Linked DNA regions of Bombyx mori: region 2 is linked to region 1. Evidence: chromatin contacts called from public Hi-C data. All regions are on one chromosome and are shown on one strand. The core of a region is the stretch at or near the end of the contact, and the rest is flanking DNA. Distances in the headings are between cores, read along the strand shown.

The links. A called contact is a pair of places that touch in the nucleus more often than the background predicts.
Region 2: a contact with region 1 is called in a Hi-C map of posterior silk gland, with 3 times the contacts expected there. The contact joins two enhancer-like sites. A contact is called at or near these places in 2 of 7 Hi-C or Micro-C datasets (middle silk gland and posterior silk gland).

The regions. Positions count from the first base shown.
Region 1 is chr26:10,979,897-10,983,757 of ASM3026992v2, forward strand. No RefSeq gene overlaps it. Among protein-coding and RNA genes, the nearest start is that of LOC110385178, 17 kb to the left of the region's middle. Within about 2 kb of position 2,210, at least 8 of the 8 cell types and tissues checked have open chromatin away from gene starts, as enhancers often do.
Region 2 is chr26:11,210,452-11,214,065 of ASM3026992v2, forward strand. No RefSeq gene overlaps it. Among protein-coding and RNA genes, the nearest start is that of LOC134198712, 6.9 kb to the right of the region's middle. Within about 2 kb of position 1,455, at least 7 of the 8 cell types and tissues checked have open chromatin away from gene starts, as enhancers often do.

The DNA.
Region 1 (3,861 bases), core at 960-3,459:
TATTACCTATAGGCTAATATTTATATGAGTGTTGGACTCCCTACACCAGTTGCGGGGGCGTCAATGATGAGAATCTTCGTGGGGGTGAGAAATAATAATGTAAATTTTAAATACCCTGCGAAGCGGACGGGTTACAGCTAGTTGTTTATATTTTTATACAAGTATAAGCTGAAAGTTTTCGTTTACGTGCCAAAAATTGTTTACCCGGGAACACCGGTTTATATCGACCCAAAAACCGGAGATTGCAATCTCCACGGTCGGAGATGAAAACCACGTTTTCCCCACAAACAATGTTATACATGTTCATTTTAAAAACACTATCAGATAACGTGTCCTTAAAACAATGTATGGTGCGCGATATTGTTGTTCTATGAGCTATATACTATATGCTATTATATTATAGCTTAGTCTGAAAGCAGATTTAGTTCCAGAATCTATAATAATACTAGCTGGCCCGGCAAACGGTGTTTAGCCATTTAAATTATTTCTAAGAAAGATAACCTAGATACCGACTGCAGCGCCATCTGCCGGGCTGATTTGTAAATTTAAAACATCCAGTGCGCCACCCAAACGCATACAAAAAAAATCATTCGAAACCGTCCAGCCGTTTAGGAGGAGCTCAGCGACAAACACACGCACAGAAGAAATATATATATAAAGATTATGAGTACGAAAAGGCGATTTCGATGAAAACCGGTATAAAAATAGTTTATATCCTTGGAAATAAATACCAATTTTCAATTCACTATTAATTATTTAAATTCACTATTTAGTTGACTAAAAATAGTTAATGTTAACTCTTTAATTAGTGTTACGCATGTCAACAACTGTTTGAGACGTGGTATTCAAGAGAATTCATGACTAAGCTACCCATACTTTCTACTATAAATACGAGTGACTATTGTCGCACAAAACCGCCTTCATATTAAGACGCCTCTGTCCTACGATTTGCAAGCCAAGTAAATTGTCCCTTCGTAATAAAGTGACACTCCACAAAACTGGCACACGCCCGGTCATGACGTATGCAAGCGTAGGTTTCGCTCACGCGGCCCGCACCAACTTGAAACCTCTCGAGGTCATTCAATCCCGTTTTTACAGGATAGCCGTCGGAGTACCATAGTTCCTAAGAAACGATTTCCATGATGACCTGGAGCTTGGCTCAGTCAGTAAGTATCTACAGTCGGCATCATTGCGCCACTTTGAGAAAGCGGCACCATACGAAAACCCTCTTGTCGTGGCCACCGGTAACATTACACCGGTCACCGTCCTCGCCGAACCCTTCGCTTGCGACGAAGGGCTCGATGAGTAAATTAACCCACATACCACCCGCAGTCCACTGAGTTTCTCACCAGATCATCTCAGTGGGACGCGTTTCCGATCCGATGGTAGATTCTGCGAAACACTATTCTTGCTAGGGTTAGTGTTAGCAACGACGTCAGGTTTGAGCCCCGTGATCTCACTTACTAGTTCGGTGAATCTAGAATAACCCCTCGAGGTTACTAGTAAATAGGTAGGAATCTTTAAAAAAAAACGTGTGGCACTCGGGAACTGCCGCGGTAAAGCTATTGCATAGCATTTTTATCTACTTATGCAATTATAATTAGACAATGATAATTTAATATTAAAACAATAATGAAACAAGACGACGCTATATTAAACATTAATAAAAGCAGAACATTAACTGTCCCCTTCACACTCATAAGGTAGACCGCGCGAGAGAAGATGGGCAGACTTTTCATGATGCGCAACAGTGCGACCTCATGCCGCGCGCTTATTCACAAACACTACACAAGCGCAACGTGTGAATGTGTTGAACGCGAGCTACATGGTAGGCGGAGTGAGGGGTGTTAGGTTTTTTTCGTTACGGAATTTCATGATTCGGTCGCCGCGCTCAAGGCACGCGATAAAAGCTATGCAATAGCTTAAAAACCGGGCAGTCCAATCCAGACATATTCCACAGATTCCACACCGGAATTAACGCGGCATTTCAGTAGCAGCGATCAAGTAGGCCATTTTCTTCTTAACTTATAAAAAAAATATTGTAAGATGAGTTGACGAAGGCCTCCAATGTGAAATGTAGATCATAATTTACTGAAGCGCGCCATCTATTTTTGTAACTAGTAACTAAAATGGATCCGTCATCAATAATGGCTGTAGTCTGTACAACCACATTAAATTTTGTTTTATTATTGACCAGTGACATCTTGCGGACAACGTTATAACTTTTATGTCTTTAAACCGTTTATAGTGAAACGCCCAACCAGTTCTCAATCAAGTCAGTTCATAGTTATCGTGCTATTTAATAGATGGCGCTAAACAAATAAATTATATTCAACCAACTGCTCTTCTGAAAAATAGATTTAAACGCGTACATTTCGGTGGAAACTTAATAACAATAGTAATATTCATGCTAGTCTAAATAACTACGTGAATTTGAAACAATTTCCAGGTGTATGTATGGTAAGTGTGTACTGACTCATCAGTTTCTGCTGAGTTCTGGTGTGCCTATTTCTTCCATATAGCCTTCGAACTGTATGCTTAGTGCGAGTTTTTTAACGTTCTGGATAGCGTAAGCGTTAACTCAAATTTGTATGGAGTCGGAACGTTTGTCTACGTTTGCCGCTAGGGGCGCTGTTCCAACTGCATACAAGTTTGAGTTCACTTTTATGCTAACGAGAACGTTAAAAACTCGCACTAAGCACACTTATGTCTCAAGGTAAGTAGCGTTATTAAAGTTGTAATGTCCATAAGCTTCGGTAACCCCTTAGCACTTGATGGGCCGTCTAATATTCTTTTGAATCACGAAATAAATCAATTTTGTATTTTAACGAATAACTCAATAAAATTTTATAAAAAACCTTTTAATCTATATATGAGTTGACTAGTATCAAAGACGGCAATGTGACTTTTGGACAATTATTGGTAAATCAGAAAAACGAATTATTGACTTTGTATTCCATTGGCAGTCACAAAACTCTTCGGAACGACATCTTAGATAAATAACAGGTTAAGTATTAACCTTTATTTAATGCAGGTTTTGAACCGTATTCTTTGAAGGAGACGATTATATTCAAATCAATCTGTATTGACATATCAATAACATCTTTTTGTCCAAATGCACAGATTGCCACCTTTGATAATAGACGACTCATATATTAATAGGTGAAGCAAAAACTTTGTATCCCTTTTTACAAAAATTGCGCAGACGGTAATGCGAGTCGACCTCCCGCTCGGAAAATAATTAAATATGCACCATTAAAAAAAATAAGGTCTAGGTAAAATTTAAAGGTATCGATGTTACGAGAAGCAACTGCTTTCGATTTTAGATGTCATTAAAATTGGTTCATCTAGAAAATAGTTCTGAGGTAACAAAACACATAACAAAAAATACAATCGAAACCACAACCTCCTAATTTTTTTATGGTAAAAATATATAAATCAACATTGTTTCTCAGACTAGGTATAGCATTTAAATTACCGTGTAATATCACACGTGACTAAATGCAGGAGCTGCCAGTCATGTTCAACGCAAGCTGTTAAGCTGTCTTGCTTTTCTACTGGAAGCGGGTCAATGTGTTGTGTGCAGTCGCAAACAAATGTAAAACAATTTAAAAATACTTTCTCCTAAATACAATAATCCTGAAAAGAACCGCTTAGTGGAATATAATTGGAAAATAAACAAAGCAAAATGTGTTAGGCGGTGCCATTTCCATCGTGTTGCTGGATGAGGTGGGCAAGCTGCTGGAACGTATTCTGGCGGCTCACATCATCCAGCATCTGGTCGGGGTGGGACTCGATCTGTTGGCGGAGCAGTATGGCTTCCGAGAGGGCCACTCAACGGTAGACGCGATACTTCGCGTG
Region 2 (3,614 bases), core at 205-2,704, 230 kb after region 1:
TAAGGCACCTGACACGCATTCCGATATACCATCAAAACTAGTTCAATGGAAAATGAATTCAAATTAGCTTTTACTTTCCACTACAGAGAAAAATTCAAATAGGTACATACGTACTTTGTTTTTTTTTTTTATTACTTAGATGAGTGGACGAGCTCACAGCCCACCTGATGTTCAGTGGTTACTGGAGCCCATAGATATCTACAGCGTAAATGCGCCACCCACCTTGAGATATAAGTTGTAAGGTCTCAGTATAGTTACAACGGCTACCCAACCCTTCAAACCGAAACGCATTACTGCTTCACGGCAGAAATAGGCAGGGTGGTGGTACCTACCCGTGCGGACTCACAAGAGGTCCTACCACCAGTAATTACGCAAATTATAATTTTGCGGGTTTGATTTTTATTACACGATGTTATTCCTTCACCGTGGAAGTCAATCGTGAACAATTGTTGAGTACGTATTTCCTTAGAAAAATTGGTACCCGCCTGAGATTCGAACATCGGTGCATCGCCTCAACACTTATGCACCAGACGTCTTATCCATTAGGCCACGACGACTACTATCCATTAGGCCACGACGACTACTTTACTTTACTACCGACCCATCTAGACTTAAGTGGAGCGATTATATTATGACTGATGCCACTTTGAGGCTTGAGGTTTGCTGTAGGGAACAACCTATAACTTAAGCCGGGAAGTATACTGCTTCACAACAAAAACAGGCGTTATGGTGGGACCCAATCATGCGCGCCACAAATCTAATTTCTGATTTCGTAATATGATTTAATTTTATTTATTCTAGAAATCGTTCGTGAATACATCATATTAAATATCGTAAGTGTTTAATTAGGGAAGAAATAGTACTACCTCGATGGTTCACGATACGATAGCATCGTCTTATCAATAAGGCAAGACACGTCTTCTTTTATTTTATTACGAGGGACCAGGTTCTGAAAGTGAACACGAAAGGTCCAATGACTGTCCAGAATGAGGCCGAGGTATTTCAACTGCACCCCGACCCGATACGGAAGCCTCCAACCACGATAAGGGCATCGATGCAATATTTTTGACAAAGTCATAGTACTCTATTTTATTCTATCATCAATAGTTTTCGTAGGGCACGCGACGTAAAGAATATTTTGGGTAATTTTTTTTACACCTTGGGTTAAATTATTGGAGTTTTAGTAAGGATACCAATTTTAAAAAAAAAAAAAAGATTATAGCCTATGTCACTCGGGAATAGTGAAGCTTCCAAACAGTGAAAGAATTTTTCAAATCGGTTTAGTAGTTTCGGAGCCTATTCAATACAAACAAACAAACAAATCTTTCCTCTTTATAATATTAGTATAGAAGACTTGTCTTGTTTCTTTTGCTGTGCAAATGGTCGACTACTGCCATCTGTCGACACTAAACGCTAAACTCGAAATGTAGGTGCTGGTAACGCCATCTGTCGTCACAGTTGATAATCTTTTGCAATGGTTCATTCTATAAAAAGAAAAAAAACGAGTACACGTTACGTACCGCTAGAGAGCGCTGATTTTTTTTCGTTTTTTCACAACTTACATACAAAGCGTACATTTATAAGAAAATAATGAAAAAAAATTTTGTAAAGTCATTCTCTTTCACTTGAACTAGTTATGTTTTTTTCTATATTATTGCGATCCAATGATACATTTTGAAACTCGAATGTAATTTAAAAATGATGTGGCATTTCTGATTTCACTTCGCAAAAAACACGTGCGTTATTTTGATGTAATATTTTCAGGTTCAATGAACACGAAAAGAACTACCATTTATAAAACTTTAATAGTTTTTTTTTTATGATTGAAAAATTACTGGTGGCTCGGAGGCCTTTTCAGCAGGACAGGTGGGCGAGCAAAGGCTCAGCCAGGAGGGACTTTAATAGTTACGACAGGGCTTAGTTATCGACGACCTTGAAAAGTCCACCTATATACAATTCCTTTCAAGCGCTACATTAAGTGATGCATCCTCCTCGGTATCTTCATTGCTGAAGGTCGTGTCTAGCTTAAAGCGCCGATCGCCTGATGCACCATGCCTCTCCAAGTGTTCCATAGGCTGTCTCAAGTCCGATTAATGTCTATATACTTCGATATGTCATGAAAATTGAATTCCTGTTACTCCCTGACTCTGGCTTAGCCAGTCACCATCAACGCCCTAGACGCGTCCTTACAGATCCATCTGATTCACCCACACTATTATTAAATACCTGCAGCTCTAACACTAGGAGCAGCCTTAGGGATCCTGTTTACCGTGCTCATCGAACTCGCCAAAGAGTTGGACGTGCAACTTAACCCTTGCATGAGCCCGCTGAGTTTCTCGCCGGATCTTCTCAGCGGATCGTGATTTCGATCCGGTGGTAGATGCATTCGCGAAGCAGCTGCCCTTGAGCTGATAAGGTCGCGTTCGGAGGCTCTCGGGCAGCTGTTAGCTAAGCCCACCCCTCCTGGCTGAGCCCTTGCTCGCCCATCTGTCCTGGTGAAACTAGTAAGGCCTCCGGACTACCAGTAATCCTTCCTTCACAAAAAAACATAATTGAAGGCGATATTTATGATGTTGATGTCTATGGCGGTAATCACTTAACAATGGAGGAGCCGTGAGCTCGTTTAACTGTCTAAGCAATAAAAAAGCAATTAAGCTAAGCTGCAACTTTAGAACGTGCAAGCTACGAGCTCTGCTGTGTTACAGGTAGTCTTTTTTATTTTTTATTGTTGCTAGGGCGACAAGCCCACAAGACGAGCTCACAGCCCACCTCGTGTTAAGCGGTTACCGGAGCCCATAGACATCTACAACTTAAATGCGCCACCCACCTTGAGATATAAGTTCTAAGGTCTCAATATAGTTACAACGGCTGCCCAGCCACTCAAACCCGAAAGGCATTACTGCTTCACAGCAGAACTACACCGGGTGGACTCATGAGAGGTCCTACCACCAGTAATTAAGAGGTCCTACCACCAGTAAACAAGAGGTCCTACCACCAGTAAGTCAGTAGCTATCGAAAATTACTGAAAATGTCAAGGTTTTAAAGGTTTTCTTGTATACTGAACTTGAAAACAATTGTAATACAAATCGTGTGTCATAAAAATGTTGACTATGAAATTCAGTTTTATGCAAAACAAAAAAAAAACAATTATGAATCTTTGACCATGCCGTTATAACATACATTCAAAGCGGTCACTACGTCAACACGGTAATTTCATTAGCCTCAATGGAATTAAGAAAAAAACAGTAGATAATTTGAGTAGGTATGCTTATATTGAAGAAAACCGCAGGAAATACAAAATGAACATTATTTTTATCATCCATTAATGTCAAGGTCGTTGATTATTCTCTTTTTGGCTTCAGACGTGAAACCGTAACACACATTTACTTGCCTACCTATAATATTATAATACTATAGAATAGAAGATATTTTAGTGATACAGTTAATAGCATTTTTTGTAAGCCCGTAATTGAAAGGGTGTGTGACGACTCAAGCGACTCAAGCACGCCTCACGTGACTTACGAGCAATGTTATCATTGAATAGTGAGACGAGGTCGCGGCTCGCCTGGCCGTAAATGATTAAAAGATCATACAACATCACAGCTTGCTACCGA